Linked DNA regions of Mus musculus: regions 2, 3, 4, 5, 6 and 7 are each linked to region 1. Evidence: chromatin contacts called from public HiChIP or PLAC-seq and promoter capture Hi-C data. All regions are on one chromosome and are shown on one strand. Each heading gives the region's core, a stretch centred on a gene start, on an enhancer-like site or on the middle of the called end of the contact. The rest is flanking DNA. Distances are from core to core; before and after follow the strand shown. Region 1 holds the start of Pld1 (phospholipase D1). Region 2 overlaps Fndc3b (fibronectin type III domain containing 3B). Region 3 overlaps Fndc3b (fibronectin type III domain containing 3B). Region 4 overlaps Fndc3b (fibronectin type III domain containing 3B). Region 5 overlaps Fndc3b (fibronectin type III domain containing 3B). Region 6 overlaps Fndc3b (fibronectin type III domain containing 3B). Region 7 overlaps Fndc3b (fibronectin type III domain containing 3B).

Evidence for each region. Promoter capture Hi-C pulls out the DNA fragments that hold promoters and counts their contacts. HiChIP or PLAC-seq counts read pairs in DNA pulled down with a chosen protein or histone mark.
Region 2: an H3K4me3 HiChIP or PLAC-seq map of bone marrow-derived macrophages shows a contact between it and region 1, with 11 times the contacts expected there. The contact joins the enhancer-like site here to the promoter of Pld1 in region 1. A contact is called at or near these places in 11 of 39 promoter capture datasets (the 3T3-L1 cell line, cranial neural crest, embryonic stem cells and 7 more), 4 of 484 Hi-C or Micro-C datasets (the HL-1 cell line, the STO cell line, erythroblasts and 1 more), 8 of 115 datasets of contacts at active chromatin or transcription factors (bone marrow-derived macrophages, extraembryonic endoderm stem cells, fibro-adipogenic progenitors and 4 more) and 3 of 9 other capture datasets (adipose tissue, embryonic stem cells and liver).
Region 3: a contact with region 1 is called in an H3K27ac HiChIP or PLAC-seq map of heart atrium, with 6 times the contacts expected there. The contact joins the enhancer-like site here to the promoter of Pld1 in region 1. A contact is called at or near these places in 12 of 39 promoter capture datasets (the 3T3-L1 cell line, 3T3-L1-derived adipocytes, HPC-7-derived erythroid cells and 7 more), 6 of 484 Hi-C or Micro-C datasets (the HL-1 cell line, the STO cell line, Sertoli cells and 3 more), 9 of 115 datasets of contacts at active chromatin or transcription factors (acute myeloid leukemia, bone marrow-derived macrophages, embryonic basal ganglia and 6 more) and 1 of 9 other capture datasets (adipose tissue).
Region 4: a promoter capture Hi-C map of liver shows a contact between it and region 1, with 3 times the contacts expected there. The contact joins the enhancer-like site here to the promoter of Pld1 in region 1. A contact is called at or near these places in 9 of 39 promoter capture datasets (HPC-7-derived erythroid cells, cranial neural crest, embryonic stem cells and 4 more), 2 of 484 Hi-C or Micro-C datasets (adipose-derived mesenchymal stem cells and bone marrow-derived macrophages), 5 of 115 datasets of contacts at active chromatin or transcription factors (acute myeloid leukemia, embryonic stem cells and heart atrium) and 3 of 9 other capture datasets (adipose tissue, embryonic stem cells and macrophages).
Region 5: an H3K4me3 HiChIP or PLAC-seq map of bone marrow-derived macrophages shows a contact between it and region 1, with 4 times the contacts expected there. The contact joins the enhancer-like site here to the promoter of Pld1 in region 1. A contact is called at or near these places in 5 of 39 promoter capture datasets (the HPC-7 cell line, cranial neural crest, hematopoietic stem and progenitor cells and 2 more), 5 of 484 Hi-C or Micro-C datasets (embryonic stem cells, muscle stem cells and uterus), 6 of 115 datasets of contacts at active chromatin or transcription factors (bone marrow-derived macrophages, embryonic stem cells, heart atrium and 1 more) and 3 of 9 other capture datasets (adipose tissue, embryonic stem cells and macrophages).
Region 6: a promoter capture Hi-C map of liver shows a contact between it and region 1, with 2.9 times the contacts expected there. The contact joins the enhancer-like site here to the promoter of Pld1 in region 1. A contact is called at or near these places in 7 of 39 promoter capture datasets (the 3T3-L1 cell line, 3T3-L1-derived adipocytes, cranial neural crest and 2 more), 1 of 484 Hi-C or Micro-C datasets (the C2C12 cell line), 3 of 115 datasets of contacts at active chromatin or transcription factors (fibro-adipogenic progenitors, microglia and pancreatic cancer cells) and 5 of 9 other capture datasets (adipose tissue, embryonic stem cells, liver and 2 more).
Region 7: a contact with region 1 is called in an H3K27ac HiChIP or PLAC-seq map of heart atrium, with 5 read pairs. The contact joins the enhancer-like site here to the promoter of Pld1 in region 1. A contact is called at or near these places in 3 of 39 promoter capture datasets (liver, maxillary cranial neural crest and neutrophils), 3 of 484 Hi-C or Micro-C datasets (the HL-1 cell line, granulocyte-monocyte progenitors and peritoneal macrophages), 5 of 115 datasets of contacts at active chromatin or transcription factors (bone marrow-derived macrophages, extraembryonic endoderm stem cells, heart atrium and 1 more) and 3 of 9 other capture datasets (adipose tissue, macrophages and pancreatic islet).

What each region holds. Positions count from the first base shown.
Region 1 is chr3:27,937,398-27,939,943 of GRCm38.p6, forward strand. It overlaps Pld1 (phospholipase D1), which reads left to right and starts at 1,283. Exons shown (of 27, transcript NM_001164056.1): 1 at 1,283-1,353.
Region 2 is chr3:27,452,430-27,454,975 of GRCm38.p6, forward strand. All of the region lies in intron 21 of Fndc3b (fibronectin type III domain containing 3B), which reads right to left. Among named protein-coding and RNA genes, the nearest start is that of Gm32738, 29 kb to the right of the region's middle. Within about 2 kb of position 1,267, at least 42 of the 459 cell types and tissues checked have an H3K27ac peak or open chromatin away from gene starts, as enhancers often do. A contact at or near this core is called in the HL-1 cell line, bone marrow-derived macrophages, hematopoietic stem and progenitor cells and 1 more, where this site is marked.
Region 3 is chr3:27,470,274-27,472,819 of GRCm38.p6, forward strand. Fndc3b (fibronectin type III domain containing 3B) reads right to left here. Exons shown (of 26, transcript NM_173182.3): 12 at 1-73. Among named protein-coding and RNA genes, the nearest start is that of Gm32738, 11 kb to the right of the region's middle. Within about 2 kb of position 1,283, at least 15 of the 459 cell types and tissues checked have an H3K27ac peak or open chromatin away from gene starts, as enhancers often do. A contact at or near this core is called in the HL-1 cell line, extraembryonic endoderm stem cells and heart atrium, where this site is marked.
Region 4 is chr3:27,556,314-27,558,859 of GRCm38.p6, forward strand. All of the region lies in intron 3 of Fndc3b (fibronectin type III domain containing 3B), which reads right to left. Among named protein-coding and RNA genes, the nearest start is that of Mir3092, 27 kb to the right of the region's middle. Within about 2 kb of position 1,273, at least 8 of the 459 cell types and tissues checked have an H3K27ac peak or open chromatin away from gene starts, as enhancers often do. A contact at or near this core is called in liver, where this site is marked.
Region 5 is chr3:27,578,165-27,580,710 of GRCm38.p6, forward strand. All of the region lies in intron 3 of Fndc3b (fibronectin type III domain containing 3B), which reads right to left. Among named protein-coding and RNA genes, the nearest start is that of Mir3092, 5.6 kb to the right of the region's middle. Within about 2 kb of position 1,282, at least 40 of the 459 cell types and tissues checked have an H3K27ac peak or open chromatin away from gene starts, as enhancers often do. A contact at or near this core is called in bone marrow-derived macrophages and hematopoietic stem and progenitor cells, where this site is marked.
Region 6 is chr3:27,615,461-27,618,006 of GRCm38.p6, forward strand. The region is part of intron 3 of Fndc3b (fibronectin type III domain containing 3B); the gene reads right to left. Among named protein-coding and RNA genes, the nearest start is that of Mir3092, 32 kb to the left of the region's middle. Within about 2 kb of position 1,276, at least 164 of the 459 cell types and tissues checked have an H3K27ac peak or open chromatin away from gene starts, as enhancers often do. A contact at or near this core is called in the C2C12 cell line, adipose tissue, liver and 3 more, where this site is marked.
Region 7 is chr3:27,669,302-27,671,847 of GRCm38.p6, forward strand. All of the region lies in intron 1 of Fndc3b (fibronectin type III domain containing 3B), which reads right to left. Among named protein-coding and RNA genes, the nearest start is that of Fndc3b, 40 kb to the right of the region's middle. Within about 2 kb of position 1,275, at least 17 of the 459 cell types and tissues checked have an H3K27ac peak or open chromatin away from gene starts, as enhancers often do. A contact at or near this core is called in heart atrium, where this site is marked.

The DNA of each region.
Region 1 (2,546 bases), core at 33-2,532:
GCTGCCCGACTCTGCAATCATTAGGAAAGATGTGCTCAAAAGAGAAGAATGCAGTCAGGGAGGGCTGGGCAGCTCCAGGTTACTTGAAAACTGAGCCCCGCGCTATAATTTCACTCCTCCTCTGTCTGGACAGAAATATTATATTTTTCATTTCATGCAGTGCCATGGGCATGGTAAGACATTATGTAACTGGGTCTGTCTCACTGTATAATACTCAATAAACAATTTCAAAAGACCAACAGCATCAGCAATTTGATGTACAGGAAACTAACTGTTGCATCTTTGGGTTTTGGCTGGAAGCAGTGTTGTGCAACCAGTTTTGGAACTGACTTGTGTTCAAAATTATATTCCCAAAGGATTGCTATTCACACCACCCAGCCACTGGATTTCCCTTGATGACGACTCTCTTAAGTGTATTAAAACGGCAAAGTTACTGTGCGGACAGTTCCATCGGGGTAATGGGACTTTCTCGTTCTCCTCCCATTTTATTTTTACTTTTCTCTCTAACATTTCTGAATTAGACCCAGTACTGATGGCAAGTGGGAGTGAGAAGTGTGAGGGCGATGTGTGACTGAGACAGGAGGATCATGTAGTTTGAGTTCTACCTGTTCTTCATGGCCAACCAGGTATACAGCAGAGACCTAACTTCAAACTAACCAACCGAACACTCGCCACAACACACACACACACACACACACACACACACACACACAGAGAGAGAGAGAGAGAGAGAGAGAGAGAGAGAGAGAGAGAGAGAGAGAGAAGGGGGGTCTGGGGGGACAAGCACGGGCAGTTTTGGGGACTGAAGAGATTGCTGGCTCCAGCAAGCTTAGGGTCAGGCTGGTTCTTTACTTGCCAGCCTCAGTTTCCTTATAAACAGGCAATAACACCTACCAAGACCTACCCGTGGGATTTGCAGGAAGGCCACAGTTGACCTCTACAAAGCCCCTAATTAAGCAAGTCACTTCAGGGCAGGAATATTTCACCAGTTGGCTCGCTGTTGGCTTGTAACTTGCGGGCCAGTCTTGGACAAGGATTGGGCTCAGAGACCAGGGAAGTGAACTTGGTAAGAACAACGCCTGCGTGCGCCCCTGCGCCCCGCGGATAACTGTGGCTGAGTTAGGACACTTGGACAGAAGAAAGTGTTAGAACCGAGGCATGGAGGAAGGCCGGCGGCAGAGGCTGTCACCGAGGCTGGCCGGCGCCGCCCCGCCCCACCCTGCAGACCGGCCGAGTTCCGGGCGGCGAGTCCCAGCGCCCGCCCTTCTTCCGCGGCCCCAGCTGCGCCAGCTGCGCGGGGACCCCCGAAGTCGCCGCCGCCGCAGAGTGTGTGCCCGCGCCCCAGGCCCGCAGGTAGGAGCTGCCGGGGCCAGGCTTGCGGGACTTCTGAGCCCGCAGGACGTTCGCGGTCCTCGTGCTTCATCCCGCCTCTCTTGCCCCTCTCACCAGCCCTGTCCCTGAAGTTCCCTTGGGAACCCTGGAGTCCCTCCCATAGTCTTAATTCCTGTAGTGTCTGCGCTGGCAAGAGCCGCGCGCACACTGACCGCAGGCGAGGACCGCTACCCTGAGAGCAGAGCCGGGTCAGCTGCTGATGTCCTAGCCCCACTCCACTCTCAAGTCCCTGCAGATCCGGGGCGTCCTCTGTAGGATGCACCCCACCCCACCTCCTCGGGTCCCGGGCTCAGTAGATTTGTTCGCTCCCGCTAGATCGTCCCGCGCTCCCTGAGCTCCTTAGCACTGTGGGCTGACCGGGATGGCGACAGCACCAACATCCCGGACCAACCAGGAAGTGCTGCATTCCAGTGGCTTAGAGTCCAGCTGAAGCACAGTGCCGGGCGCCGAGCCACACAGCTGCTGCCTCGGGGCCAAAGATGTGCTGTGCTGAAGTGGAGGAGGGACAGGGGTAGCAATTAAAAGAAAGGCCTGTGTTAGGCAGTTGCTATTTTAGCTCCGACCCAAGATGTTTGGGACTGACTGTTCCGGGTCAGGGAGGGACCTTAGGAGGTCTCTAAGCCATGGGACGGTTTGTTTGAAACAGTCTTCTGTAGCTCAGGCTGCACTCAAAGGCTATGTAGCCAAGGATGACATTCCTGGCCCTCCTGCTTCCATCTCTTAAGTACAGGTCAAGACTTAGAATTTGGCCAGCCCTTTCCCCCATACCCTAGGGCTACCTGCCACGCCTACGTTTGCCTTCCTCACCCCCGCCTCCCAATCTCAGATCACTGCCAGCGGCCTTCTTTCATGAAGCTCAAAACATAATCTTAAGGACCACAGGAGCTTCTGCATTCGACCATTTCTAGATCTTTCCACAGGACGAAGAGCGCTCTTAGACAGCCAGGCCCACCAATTTCAGCTTAGCCAACTCCTTATGACCTTCCCAGGGCCTCTGGAGACTAGCTACCCAGGAAATTCAGAGAGATATTCAGAAGTCCTGACCTGTCAGAGGTGCTGTCAAGGAAGCCTGACGGGTGCAGAGAGCCTAGTTTGAACTAGTCTGTTATGCCTACTTATGCAAGAATCTCTTTCCATAGTACGTGCTTTGTGGC
Region 2 (2,546 bases), core at 17-2,516, 480 kb before region 1:
GATTCCACCTTACTCAGGATGAAGATGCAAGCCCTGTATTACAGAAGCACAGAGAGAAGCTGTATGCTGCCCGTCACTGCATCTCAGACACACCCAACAGCTCTTGGACTTCTTCGTCCACTGCTCTTAATGTCATTGGCTCTACTGGCTCCTGGACGCTCCTCACGGACGTCAAGCACCCCTTGATGCCCGCCCAGGACCTGTGCCTTTGCTCCTCATGCCCAGCCTTTCTCCCTGACACTGTTCATCTCAGGTCTTCCCTACAAAGTCTGGCTGAGCATCTAAGTGTAATCACTTCTTATCCCAACCTCCATGGTCCCTTCCCATCGTCACTCACAGCTCATCACTAACATAGTTAATGGATTTGTGTGCCTGCTTCACTGTAAAACGTGACAACTCAAACAACGCCTGCTATGGAAGACATGCTCCTTAAATGTTATACAAATATTCTTCTCTTTCAAAGAATAAAATATTTGGCAGCTTTCTTATAACAAGAGGAAAACCAGGCCTGGACAGTTGGTGCTGTGGCTGAGGGTCCAGGTTTGATTCCCAGCACCCACGTCTGCTGTAACTCTCCTTTCAGGAGATTTGGCTACTGGCCTCAGGAGGCACTGGAGATATGTGATGCATTTATACACACACATGTAGAACACTGATACACTCGGGGAAAGGAAACATTTCTTTCAAAAGATAAAAGCCAGATTCATTTAATCCAGAGAAATAGAAAAACTAGGGAGATAAATTCTAATTTTTAGGGCCTAAAACAAAGCTTAAGGTTCTTTCATTTATTAACTGAAGACCAACAGAGCACCCAAAACAGAAGACAGACTAAGGATATTTGCTTCCACGAACCCCCACTAGCTCTGGATGATAAGGTTCTGAGATAGTACTGTTTCATTATGACCCCCTCAGCCTTTCCCCTAAGAACTCTAGCCTAACAAACTATTTTATGAATCTATATTTTAAGATCTAATTTAATTTCTGTTCTTTTGCTGTGCTGGAGATTGCAGCTGAAGCCTTGTGTGGCAGCCTGGATGCTCTTGGCAGTGGGCGGGGAGGGAGAAGGCTTTCACAGTGGGAATTCAGCTCAGATCTCCAGGGCATCATTTAACAGGTACAGTCGTCTGCGGCCTGGTCCCTCAGTGAGCAGATGGGGTGGGAACGCTGAGTCACGGGATGACTGTCCAGGCTGTACTGCTTAGCAGGGGAAGTGTGGGGAAAGCTACCCAGGCCCACACCAGGCACCTTAACTCCCCAGTGGGAAAACGCCAACAAAGCAGCAGTTCCCCAATTTTTCTAAACTTATTTGTGCTAGTTTTAGGCTCACAGAAGGACTACAGGAAAAGGAACAGGAAAAGGAACATCTGCTTCCTCTAGAAACCACTTTTCACTTGCTTGAGGGTAACGATAAGAAACCAGGCGACTGGGGCTGGAGACACAGCCGGCTCAGTGGGTAGGCACACCGGCCGCACTTCCAGAGGACCTGTGTTCACTTGCCAGGGCCCATGGGGAAGCTCACAACTACCTGTAACTATAGTCCCTCTTCAGGCCCATGTGAGTACTGCATGCACACGGGACACAGACAAGCAGTCAGGTAAACACTCAAACATATATAATAAAAATAAATAAAATCTAAAAAGAAAAAAAAAAGTTGAAAGGCAGAACCGACCTGGAGAGTATCCTCAGGACAGCACTGTGAACCACTGAGGCCTAATCAGACCCACCCACATTCCCAGCCCTGCTCCTTTCCGCCCCAGGGGTCTGCCCACTGTCGCTCTCTCTGCCCACAGCAGGCTTGGCTGTGTCGAAGACTCTTGATTTACAGACTTCTAATTCAGAGCTTACAAAGGAAACGTAAAATCAGCTTTTACTAAACAGTACTACAGCCATGACAAGTGCCTCTTTGGTATTTCTTTTGTGTGTGTGCATGGTTGGGGCAGCGGGGAGCGGCACACTGACACTTCTTAATGACATGACACTCCTTAATTCAGATATCCTCAAGGAACAAGTCACAAATTCCTGAGCAAAACAAGAAATGGCTAAATACCAAACTGTATAGTTATGAAAATGATATTTTGAAATGTCAAATAATTCAAAAGAATATTCAGGGTTGGCTTGACCACAAGGTAATGTCAAGTGACCGCAATCTGCAGTGTTTATATAGCTCACGGGTGACAGGAAGTCAGCAGATGGGCGAGGCTTGCTCCTGGCAGCCTTTCTTCAGCCCAGTAATGGAGGTACAAGAAGTGCTAACCTCCTGCCACAGGTAGGGTCTGATTCAATTCAGACAAGCACAGGCATTTAAAAACACTTTCTACCCCTGACTGCCAACCCAGAGACACAGGGCTATTATTTTGCAGGTTCTATTCTGATCGTGGTGTCTTTTAAAACATAGTTTAGGGAAGTCAATACTGAGCAAAAACATGATCCTACAGGAAAGAGGGAGGCAGAGGGCACAGAACTAAAGCGGCGAGGCTCTGGAAACACAGGACAGGGCTCTAACGGACAGCAATGTGCTGGTTGCTCCCTGTACCTTCCTCCAGTGA
Region 3 (2,546 bases), core at 33-2,532, 470 kb before region 1:
GACAGAGCTTTGTCAGTTTGCAGTGCTTCTGGCTTCCAAAGAAACACTGTCTGAAACCACTGTTTCTCTTTCCCTGGAAGGACACAGAGACTGTTCATCTACCCGAAACTCACCCAGAACATAGCACTCTCCATCTACCTGTTTATTATCACTACGCTTATTCATTCATTCATCATTTAAACTTAAAGTTACTGTGTGGATGGATGGGGGTTTGCCATGACATTTCCAAATGTATACAATTGTAAAAAAAACCCAAAAACCAAAAAACAAATTACCATAAGAAAATGAAGGAATATTTTAAACAAAAGCTGAAATTTCTAGTTTGGATGAATTAAGACAACAGGAGGTGGGTATCCCGAGGAACCGGCATTGAACATGAAGCACCCCACATGGAAGTGCACTCTAAACACAAAAGCCACACAGACCTGCCAACGAGGCCCAGAGCCCTTCGGACTTGGGCGTCTAACAGGGTTTAGTTGATAGCATAGGATGAAGGTCAGTCCCAGGGCGATGTGGCAGGAAAGGCGATGTGGCAGATAAGAACTGCGGTCACTAAGATGCTCCTCACTTGCGTGGGTGGCCGTGGCCATTGAACAAGGGAGAGTTGCATAGAGCTAAGGATCGCACCTCGGAAGTGGCCTGGCCTTTCTCAGGAATCCTCACACCCCACCCCACCCCCATCTGGGCAGCTGGCCTCCCTGCTTGTCTTGTCTCTTCTGTCACAGTGGCTCAAACCCCTGGATACACCCATCACGGTGGCCATGGTGAGCTGTTTGTTTACTGGTTCCTAAATACTGGCCACAAGCCTTTGAGTCATCCTGTCCACATCAGGAGCAGCTCAAACTCTGCAGAAGGACTTATCATTGTTTGATAAGACTTGGAATATTGGTTGAATGCCTATATCTAACCCCACCCCCCCACACACACATACACACCCAGACAGATAGACAGAGACACATACAAAGAGTGAGGGAGAGAAAGAGAGAGAGAGAGAGAGAGAGAGAGAGAGAAAGAAAGAGAGAGAAAGAGAGAGAAAGAGAGAAAGAGAAAGAGAGAGAGCGTGCGCATAAGCATGTATTCATTCTAAGTTTCTTATGAAGAGTTTTCAAGTTCTTCTGTGTAAAAAGAAAACCTGTCATCATGTAGAGTGCCTGTCAGTCTGTCTGTCTTTTGTCCTCGGGGTTGAGCCCTGGGTTTCAAACATGACAGGCAACCATTCCATTGCTGACTCACTCCTAACCCCCTCATCCCATTTCATTTTAAGACAGAGTCACCAAAGGTCCTTAAGCCGGCCTTGAGTTTGTGATTCTCCCTCACCAGGCTCCTGAGGGAGCTGGGATACAGCCTGAGACTCTAGACTCAGGTCTGCGGCTGGGGTCTCATGGTTCTACATTTAAGGAAAAAGACCATTTAAGCTGGGCCATGGTCAGAGACATAAAAATTCATATGAGCAGTTTTATGAACAGCATTTCCACTCACAATGAATATTATCTTATTGGTCGATCATGAAACAAGGAAACATACTACCCAGGCACGGGGGTGAACACCGGCAACTCCAGCCCTCAGGAGGCACAGGCAAGATGATCACCAAAAATCTTGGACCAGCCTGGTCTACATATTGAGTTGGAAGCCAGCTAGGGCTACATGGTTAAGACCCTGTTTAAAACAGAACCAAACCACCTCACATTATTAACTAACAAAGGCAAAACAGAGTGAATGTTCTCGCCAGGTCCAGAGACTCCAGGAGTATGTCTGAAACTCGCAAATTACTTCCTAAAGCAGGAAGCCAGCAGTTTTCTTCTAAGCCAATTTAAGAATCTCTTTTCTGTAAGCAGGCTCTGAATATAGACCGCTGAAACACATTTCAGGTGACATGTAATTAAGAAGAAACACACTAGAGCAGACAGACTAAACATAAACACGCAGTATCCACCCAGCAGTGTAAATCCCATTTATAATCCAGCTCCCCGTCTCCTCCCCAGCCAGGAGGGCACTGTCTCAATGGAAGCCCTGATGATCTGTAAGATTTAAAGCTCACTCTGCCAAGGGTTCAGACACCTTGAGGTGCAGGGTGGACGGGTGGAGGTAAGAGCACGCACGTCCCAGCATGACAGAGCAAAGCCACTGTGTGGCTGGTACACTGGTGACTGGCACCGGCTTTCACCTTGGATGCGTGGATTGATACAGTAGATCTACTCATGGGGATGCTGCCTCTGTGTACATCAGCAGTTCTGGCCAGTGTCCGGTTACACTACATGTGCATCCTGTGTGCTCACAGTCAGTCATCTTAGCAGCAGTGAGATCTGCCTGCCTTCCTCCCCTGTTTGTGAACCCAGAGCAAACAGGCTGAAAAAGGCACACCCTGCCCTTGAGTTGCTTTCCCTTCCACGCCTGTGTGGGTTCCCCTCAGAGCCTCATTTCTCCTGTGCCTATATTTGGCCTCCGTTGCCCATTTCTGGTACTTAGAACTATAGCCAGTAAATACAAGTCGGCCTCTTCCTTACTAGTTGATTTGCTTCACTGTGCAAGAGCCATTCCGTTTACAA
Region 4 (2,546 bases), core at 23-2,522, 380 kb before region 1:
CCATGGCTGGCGTAATTTCCTGGCTATGCAACGCAAGGAAACAAACAAAACATACACAAAAGCAGCAACAACAAGGCTATAATCATCTCTATTAATACTTAACAACTCCCTAAGGCCACGAATTCCATGAACCAAGCTATTCTTCTAAAGCCAACCTGATAGAATGGAACAAAAGCTTTTTTTCCCCTTCCTGACCGTAAAACATGTGTTAGAAAAGCTCAAATCTCTTCCTAACAAATTACATTTCTACTTTTTATTTTTAAAATGTATTATGATTAATATAGATAAACAAATTTTGAAGTAAACATTCTTGAGGTTCAAAAAGTCTTCAGAGGCTTTGGATTTAGGGTTTATGTGATTTTTATTTTCAATAACTCATTATAAACTACCATTAATGTGAAAGGTACAAAATCTTTTAAATGCCCCAAAACAGCTGGACTCAGTTATGCAGTCCTGTAATCCCAGTAAGCTGAGCAGCTAAGACTGGAAAATCACAAGTTCAAGCCTGCTGGGGCATCTTTACAAAACCCTACTTCAAAATGAAAAGTTGGGGTGCTTTTAAAATTCTTGAGTATAGCTCAGTGGTGAAATACTTGTTTGATACATGGAAGATCCTAGATTTAATCCCCAATATCAGAAATAAACAATAACAAAGTCCACCAGCTGCTTGGTTTGTCTCTCATTAAGCAGAGAGAAAAACAGATCAGCTTCTAAAATCAAGCAACATTATGAGTATTCATGCTAAGTTGATTTCTACTTTTCAAAGAAAACATCACACTAACAGGAGTTAATTTAATGAATGGTTCCTTGTTGTAGCTGTCTGCTCCTGTCCCTTTTGGAGACAAGGTCTTGTGTAGCCCAGGCTAGTCTAGAACTCCCACCATGGCCAGTTTTATGTAATAATGGGGATCCTACAAGGGTGCTGTGCATGCTATTTAAGCATTCTATCAATGAATGCTAACCATATGATTAAGGCAAGTTAATGAGTGGCAAGGTTAACAGTTACCTAAGATGTAGTTTGGGTTAATATTTCATCACAAACTAATTGTCATACACCAAAAAGAGGTTGACATTCTTCCAAGGATTCTACAGTCCAACAATTTCCCTACAAGTGAAGTAAGAAGAACTTACTTTCCCTGGCTAGCTCTCATGTGGAGTTAGCAACCCACCCCCAAATGTCAACCCAAAGGGATGGCTTTCACTGAGGTCAGCTTCCAGGCCCCAGACACTGTGTGGTTTGTTTGCTTTCTCCTGTTGGGAATTGTGCTGCCAGCAGTGAACACTGCCCTGCGGGAACAAAACCCAGATTCTGTCTCCTAGTCACTGCATTTACAGGTAAGCACAATGCAGCTTTCACACCAAGGTGTTGTGACCATGACAGGAGAGGATACAGTAGGGTGGAAAGGACTGGCATGAGCAGGGAAAGAGCAGAGGGCAGGAAGGGTGCAGTATATAAAGGAAGGTTCCAGATGAGAGCTCATTGCAAGTTGAAGGATAACATATCTCGTCACTGAACTCTTTGAGCATCTCTACACTCACAAACCCAGGCGTCTCATGTGCCTGTAAGCAAAAGCAAACAGAGTGTGACATGCATCAACGCTCAGTGGTGGAGCACAACAGGGCTTTGCATTTTTAAGATCCTGAGTTTGATTTTTACCATGTTCCTCTTACCAAAGCAATGGATGGTTACATGGCGCCAATTTATTTTTAAGTAGAATTGAAACTATATGCCAACCAATAAAGTGTTGGTTTCCAAGTTCATGTTCCACATCACCTTCAGCATCTTTAGTACAGCCACCAAAACATACAGACATTTCCTTTATATCTTTATTTGAATTGATTCACTTAAGAAGAATTGTACTAGCTTTGAAATCCAAAAATCAATGCACTTGGCTTAACAGAACAGGAGCTGGGAGCGTGTTCTCCCCCTGGTCTCGAACCTCAGTGTGCCCTTGAACAACGACCTCATTTAGCCTCTCTGAGCCTCACTTCTCAACAGTTGTAAGTGGAAATAAAAATACCTACCGTAAACATTGAGTTCACTAACACCTGCAAGAGTTGCGTGTGCCTAATGAGCACACATCTCGCCATTATTTACAAATGTTTTTGATAATTTAATATTTTATTTTTATTTTATGTGTATAGATGTTTTGCCTCAGAAATAATATGATGTCTGTGTATCATGTGTACACAAGGAGGGCAGAAGAGAATCCAATCTATGACTGATGTTACAGGTGGTTGTTAGCTATCATGTAGATAATTGGACTTGAACCCAGGTCCTCTGGAAGAGCAGCCAGTGCTCTTAACCACTGAGCCACCTCTCCAGCCCCAGTGCTCTCCTTGACTGCAATTTGTTGCATTCTCTCTTTTGTTATAATTACGCTGTATGGGATAAGTTTTTAAAATATCATGTGCTCTTATAATGTATAAGGCCAACTAGTGTATACAACATATACTATTTACTTACTGGGCAACTTTTCCTTAACACACAAAATATCAAGTATTTCATAGTACAGGGCGTCTATAAAATTTGGCTTTTTAAATTA
Region 5 (2,546 bases), core at 32-2,531, 360 kb before region 1:
GTGGGAAGTGTAGAACAGCTAGACACAGGAGCACAGCATCCATGGCAGGAGCTCTCAATAGTGCTAATCTACATGGGAGAAAGAGCCCTGTGCAGAGGAGACGTGGACATAAGAAGCAAGGGGAGAGGCAGAGGATGCACTAAGAGGGTGGTCGCAGGCACAAGGGGCCACATGTCACCCTTTCATAAATATGACAGGGAATTTAAAGTAGGAAAAGGATTAGAATAGATTCTCTATTATGCTAGAGTTAAACGTATCATGCAATGAAGATTCCAGTTTACACAGTGAGATGAGATGGAGCAGCAAGTGTGAGATGTGTGTGTGTGTGTGTGTGTGTGTGTGTGTGTGCTTCAGGCACAATCCCACGAAGCTCAAGTTGGCCTTGAACTTGCTATGGAGCCAAGGATGACCTGAAACTGCTAATCCTCCTGCCTCTACCTGACAAGTGCTGGGATTACAGGACTGTGCTAAGCCACCTGTCTAAAATGTGAGCTTTTATGCATATATGTACCTGTGAGCATACATTCAAGTGCTGGGATTACAATACTGTGCCAACTCAGCTGTCTAAATTGTGAGTCTTTATGAATATATGTATCTGTGAACATATAAGGACATTCACATTCAACTGGTTATCTGGCACCAAAATGATCAGTCATGACAACATGCATACAAATAACATTATATGGATTCAACCGACTTTATTTGGGAATGTGTAAGTATTTATGGATGTATATTATGTACATACAGTAATAATAGATGAAAAGAGAAGTCATGAGTTTGAAGGAGAGCAGGAAGATGTATATGGGACAGTTTCAGAGAGGAAAAGGAAGTGAAAAATATTAAAAACTAAACTCTATACAATATAAACAGACTCATACACATGTAGATACAGATACATACACACACACACACACTCAACAGTTGATTTTTAAAAAGTGTTCAACTCTACCCACTCTTAGAGAGGTCCAAATAAGTATCCAGTATACTGTAGAGCAGATATTGGCTCCCAATTTCTACTCTCTACTAAAGAGTCTAAAGCAGGACTGCTTAGAGAAGTGGCTAACCCTGGGATAGGACTACACAAAAAAAGACAAGATGAGCCTAAACTACTTTACAAAGAACTAACATTGGAACAGCAACCATGAAGCCATCCAGGTGCCACTCCAAGTTCACACACCAGAAAATGGATGTTGCAGAGAGGCCCCCTCACAGTTCACCACCCATCCGCCCAGCTCTGAAAGCGCAACAATGACTTGGGGACAGACAAACGGAAATGCAATATGAGGAACTGAAAATAAATAGAGAGGTGGCTCAGCGGGCAAGGTGCTTTCAAGCCTGACTAACACCCTGCGTCGGACCCCCAGGCCTGACTGACACCCTGCGTCGGACCCCCAGGACCTCCACAGTGGAAGGAAGAACTGACTCCAGCTAGCTGCCCTCTGACCTCTGCACTCTGCACATTCCCAACAAAAGAAACACACGGGGGAATTCTTTTTTTACGAACAGCTTCTCAACATATAATTCAATGAACACAGCCAGTTCAGTACGTGTGTGGGCACCGAGAAGAAACCTGGAGAGATCTAGGTTGCCATTAGAAGGTGTCTGCAGCAATCTCAGCCCCTTCAATGTGGTGACAAGGCCCCAGAAACCTACAAGGACAGCAGGTGCCTTCCTTGGAAACCTCCTGCCACTCGCTGATCTAGGACAAGGCGGGCCCCTTCATGGCAGATTCTTGCTCTAAAATCAAGTCTGGCATAAATATAAAATGAAAACACTACAGCATTTGACGGCATTTGTTTCCCTATCGAGTGATGGATCACCTCATACAGACTAATACCAAGGAGAAAAACAATTTTGGAGTTTCTTCCTCACCTCCTCCATCTAAGCATTCCTCTGTGCACCCCAGCCGTGCTCCCAAGAACCATTAACAAAGACGGGCTGCGGGGGCAGGGAACTCACTACTTAGCACACAAGTCGCTGGAACTTATTTCTAGCAAGAATGGTTTTGTATCATATAACACAACTCTCTTTTCTATCACTATGAATCAGAATTTGAGTTAAAACAACTTGGACTTTGCTTTATGTCAGTTTTCACAAACTAAAGTTGGTTTCTTTCCTGATAAAAATTTATTTCTGGCCTGGGAAAAACTTCTGTGAGGCTCTTCATAGCTCTGATTAACAAGCGCTCAGCTAAGGAGTCTAAAGAAACCATTATTTCCCCAAGGCAACCTGATAGTATAACAGGTCTCTTAGCAACATGGTAGTCACAGGAACCATTCACCATGGTGGAAGAATTAGGTTACCCACTCTGAGTTGAGGCAGAGCAATATTTTAAACTCATTAAATCTATGGGCTCAAGGTAACCCCCAAACTGGCAATGTCCCATGTTTATGTTGGTCTCTGCTTCTTTGGTGCTAGATTAGATAAACATCTATAAACAGTTCTAATTCCCCCAAATGTTCTTGTTACCTTTCTCTTAACATGAAGCCAGGCTTATGGTCCAGAAATTCAACCTAAACTAAGAGCTCGCTCATTTTGATTTGGGT
Region 6 (2,546 bases), core at 26-2,525, 320 kb before region 1:
AGCCTGTGAACCCCAGTTACGATGCCGTTCACTGCAAGGGGCAATCTTAGTTCCCTGAAACCTGCCATGGAGTTGTTGAAAAGAGATGGCAGCCAGTGCTTCACCTAACAAATACTCTGAAAGGACAAATGCTTTGGAAGAAACAGTAGGTTCTGCAGGCTGAGCCACGGCCTGGGGGAGGGGACAAATGAGGAAATCCAACGTGAATCCTGCTCAATGGTGTCATTCAGAGTCATGGCGCACAGTGTCCGCCAATGACACCATTCCCACACTCTGCTGGAGGAGAATGACAGAGCGAGGGAGGGCTGAGGAAGAAAAAACAAGGGAGAAGGATAGTTGCTCGCTGTAAGGGACTCTGAGCTTCAGTATCTGTGTGGTTCTATGGTCACTTCTGTTTCCCTCCACAGGCTGCTGTCACTTCAAGGTCTTGAGCCACTTAACACAAGTTAGCAAAATAATGTCATTGTGAAAAGAGAATAAAATTGTTCTGGACACAATCATTAGCAGTGGAGCGCCTTTAGACGGTGTGTTTAGTGCAATAGTGCAATAACGATGCTTTCTAGGCAATTCAATCTGGTTTTGCTCAAACTGTCATGATAATCACCTGCCTTTTTTTTCAGGGCTCAAAACATGAAAAATTCATCATGAAATGAGGGTCATTATAACAGTCCTTCAAAATTTAAAGATGCTTCACTGGGAATGTTGGTCAATGGCAGAGTGCTTGTATAAAACACTAGGTTCAAGCCTGAATCCCCCAGTGGTTGGGGAGGGGGAGGGAGAGGGAGGGAGCAGGAGGGAGGAGAATGGATGTGCACAGGAGCAAGTCAGGAAGAGGACGAAGTGACTAAGTGTTTCTCTAGAACAACCAACTGGCTTTGAGTATTAGTGTGATTTAACATTCCGGGGAGTGGAAAGCAGGTTCACACAAGGTAATTACACTCTCACTAAAACAGTCAAATGTAAAGGACTCACACTTGGCATAGCACAAACTAGCCAGGAGTCCACTCAGTAACCATGCTGCCCCGGCTGGGAGCAGGGTGGAGTAGAGCAGTTTCCTGTCTCTGCTGACGTCCTAGTCTAATCTAAGGGCTAGGGAAAGCCTGGCTTCCATTACCAGCCTATGCTGTGCCCCCTCTACCTGCTCCTCGCTAGCCCAGAGCAAAGTCAAGGTGGACGACTGGCAGCGGCCCAGAAGGCTGGCTCTAGGAACAGACAGACCTAAGGCTTTCCAGGAAGTGGAGTGTTTGTTTTGGCAGAAGGCTTCTGCGGAGAGCAGAGAAATGGCCCAGATAAAGAGATGGCATGTGTGGACAGGAAGGAAGGCTACCTGCCAGCGCCTCGGCTCAGCCGGGGACACGAAGAGAACGAGATCCACACTGCCCTGTATTAATTCCTGCCTGGACGCCAAGGCCAGAATTCACACTGATCACTGAGGCCCTTTCCTCTGACAGCTGTTATACAATTTTGTCTGGCCAAAGAAGAAAAACTCTTCGGTTTCTGGTGTAATGGGTACAGTGCGGTCTCCGAGGGACAGAATGCTGTGCCCTTTGGTGGCCCCCTCCAACACTTATGATTCATAGTTCACGGAAAGTATTGAGAAATATTCCATCAGAATTGAATCTGCTTTCACAGCGTGTTGTATGTTTCCTGTGTTTTTCTTCCTTCGTTATCACCAAGGACATTCCCATAAAAACAAAATCTTTTCCCCCCTAAGCAACCATATTCTTCAACATTAATCTGTGCTCGGCTTCCAAGCTGCTGTTTAATGATGTCATACAGAGTTTCTTTTTTCAGTTATGCCATAATGATGCACAGAGGAAGTTATGTGGCAAATCAGCTAAAGTGTAAACAAGAGGCTGACCTCAGGATGATTTCAGAGTTTTCAGAAAGGGCCAGCAAGCAGTTCTAACCTTTTCTCACTAGCAAGCAAGGAGGCGTCTGCTCAGTCCCAGAATCTACATTGAAAACTGAGGCAAGGTAGGACACACATGTAATTCCAGTGCTGGGGGGTGGGGAAAGAGACTGTAGATAGCAGGGCCACTGGAAAGACAGCCTCGCCTAGGCAAGCCCCAGGAAAAGGTGGGGAGACCTGCAGAATGATACCCAAGCTTGTCCCATCGCCTGGGTCTGCACACATGGTCACACACAGCCACAGATATCTACTAGCACCCATGTGAACATGCAAGCACACAAACATACACACACACGTGAAGGGAAACTGTCCCTCTTGGTCCCAGTACTCCACCGCTGTACCCCTCCTTTCCCAATAATGAGAATGAAGTCCTAACTTGTAAGCTAAGTCTAACCATGATGCTGGGCAAAAGGAATTTAAGTTGTAAACCAGTATTTCTGCTTCCCGTTATCTGCTGTCCTGAATCAACAGGTGCAGCACAGTTCCACTAGCAAGCTAAGAGGCCCCAGCTCCTGGATAACTCTTGTAACGTGCGGGACGGAAAACCACACGGCAGTCTTTGCCTCTCTCGGGTCATGAGCTCTCAGGACATGAAGCAATCGTCTTGGGCCTCAGGTTCCTCATGTGTCTGTCA
Region 7 (2,546 bases), core at 25-2,524, 270 kb before region 1:
ACTTCCGTAGTTTAAAAAAATAAAAGATCATAATGCTTGAGAGACAGCGTCCACCAAATGTGTGCATCCAAAGAGCTACTCCTGTTTTAACTTCACAAAAAGACGCATGGATTTAGTACTATCCAAACATGATGTGTGTACCCCCGGGTTTCTGTTTGTTCAATTTTAGTGTAATGTGGCTACCGCCTGAAGTCAAGATAATGTCAATTTCTGGGAGAAATCAAACTAATGTCTTTGCATTTTTCTTCTGTCAGTCTCCAGATTATTCAGCACTTAACAAGTTCTGCGTCAATCTGTCTCACTTACCTATGAAGTTGCTAGTACTATTTTACTTGCTCATCTCTTTCTCTTTTAAAATGTTTTTATTACATTGTGTGCATGTGTGTGTGTGTGCACATACATGTGCATGGTGCATGCACAGGTGCCCCTAGAATAAGCAGCAAGCTTCCCTACTTACTGCATGTTATAAAAGCACACTAGTTCCCAAGTTCACCATTGCTGGGCAGCAACACAAACCCACTGCTAGGCGAGACAAAGCCACCTGGATAACTCTCTATCACCCCATGGAAACCAGAGCTAGGACTAACCAGTATGCTGATGTGTACCCCATTCGGTAACCCAAGCCATAAGGTTCTTTCTCATGATGCTGGAGTTCTACCTCTTCCAGGTATCTGTGAAACAGCCAGAAGCCACAGAGATCTCGTACGAGACAAAATTAAACCGAAGGCTCAAGTCAAGTTAAAGGATCATATATTTATTCAGAATCATCTTCTTGCACATTTGTCAATTTCCCAGCCCTAATAGCATGCCTAATTTCTTATGTATTTTATCATTCAAGCACATCACCAGAAATACACATATGATGAAATATCTCATACCGTATTAGGTTTCAGAAAGAATTACGACAGCCCAGTGGAATTCAGCTGTCACAGACTGTCACCTCACTTCTAGACAAGGGGTTGGAGGGCTACATCCTGCTTGGGAAGCTGGCACCGCCACCCAAGTCTCCCACCCTTTCTACCTTGACACTGAACACTTCAGCAGAAAGCAGTCAGAGTTCTAGACAGAGACCTAAAGGTCCAGCCAGATGAAGTCAAACTGTGCTGGCCCTGAACCTGCTTTTCCGTGTCACAAGAAAGCCAGGGCAGAAGGAACTGTGTCTTCTTTTTCCGGCTGTATTTGCAGTAACTCGAGTTCAGTGTATACATGAGGGTAACGTCCCCACTGCTTTGCTCAGTGCTGAAGTGGTTTGTGAAGCGTGGCCCTGCTGAAAGGCTAGACGGTGAACTAGATGTCCTTCTCAGGATGCCTCTCAGCCTGAGAATCCCGTGGTGTGCTCGTAATGGAATTCGGCTGCTCTTATAATTAGAAATGGAGCTTGCTAGTCACACATCTGGATCAGATAAACCTGCACAAATAGCATCTCACCAGCAGCAGAAATGCCAAGCATTCGACAGCGGTGTGGTTACACTACCCTCACAAATAACAAGGAATACTACTTATCCATCGAAAGGAAATGATTTGGACAGGCAGGAATAAAGCTTAGTTTATGCAAGACAATTTTTGTCTTGAAAAAATGTTTATAAAAGAAAAACTGGACCTATTTTTATATTAATTCATATAAGTATACAGAAAAGAATCCTCATACATAATAAGGCCTCAAATAGCAATTAATCCATACAATCTTAGTGAATGGTGAGTCTCCTGTTATTGATCTGGTAAAGAGGTCATAGGTACCCGTGACATACGGCAACATCTTACATGCAACTATGAACTGTTCTACGATAAACTAGGATCAAAGCATCGTATGCACTCAAGAAATCATCACAGCCATACACTATGTGCTGCAAGCTAGCAGTTAGCCACAGTCAGCCACGATATCTAGGGTGGGACTAAACAGAACAGGAGCTCTTCCCAACCAATCAGGTGGTCAGCAGTAACTACCACTGAGAAGCAGGTCTCTGACGCCTGGGAACTTAATATCCTAACCTAACTGCCCTGAGGAATAATGACACAATAAAGAATGGGGAACTCTTCTCCTGTCCCTCACCAGCACAGTCTCCAGGTGTCTCCTGTCCCTCACTAACACAGTCCTTCGTTGTCACCTGTCCCTCACCAACATAGTCCTTGAGTGTCAACTATCCCTTACCAACACAGTCCTTCGGTATCACCTGTCCCTCACCAACACCATGTGGGTGCTAAAACCTAAACCTGGGTACCTGAAAGAGCAGCAAACATTCTTAGCCACTGTGCCTTCTCACCAGCCCTAGACCTTAGGATTTTTAGCCTATGAAATGCAAAACTCAAGCCAGAGGAGCCGGCTGGCAGGCAGGAATCTCAGTAGATAGCAGATGGCAGCATAAGCTTTAGGTGTGTGTGTGGGGGGGGGGGGTACCTCAAGAGTCTCTGTGCATACACAACAAATGGGGAAAACGTCAGTAAACACAAACACCCCAAACCTCAGAATTCTAGATCTGGGTCAATAATGTTTGTACAATGTCAAGAAAAGGGAAAAGAGGAGCTTAGGGTGTGCTCACTGGTAGAGT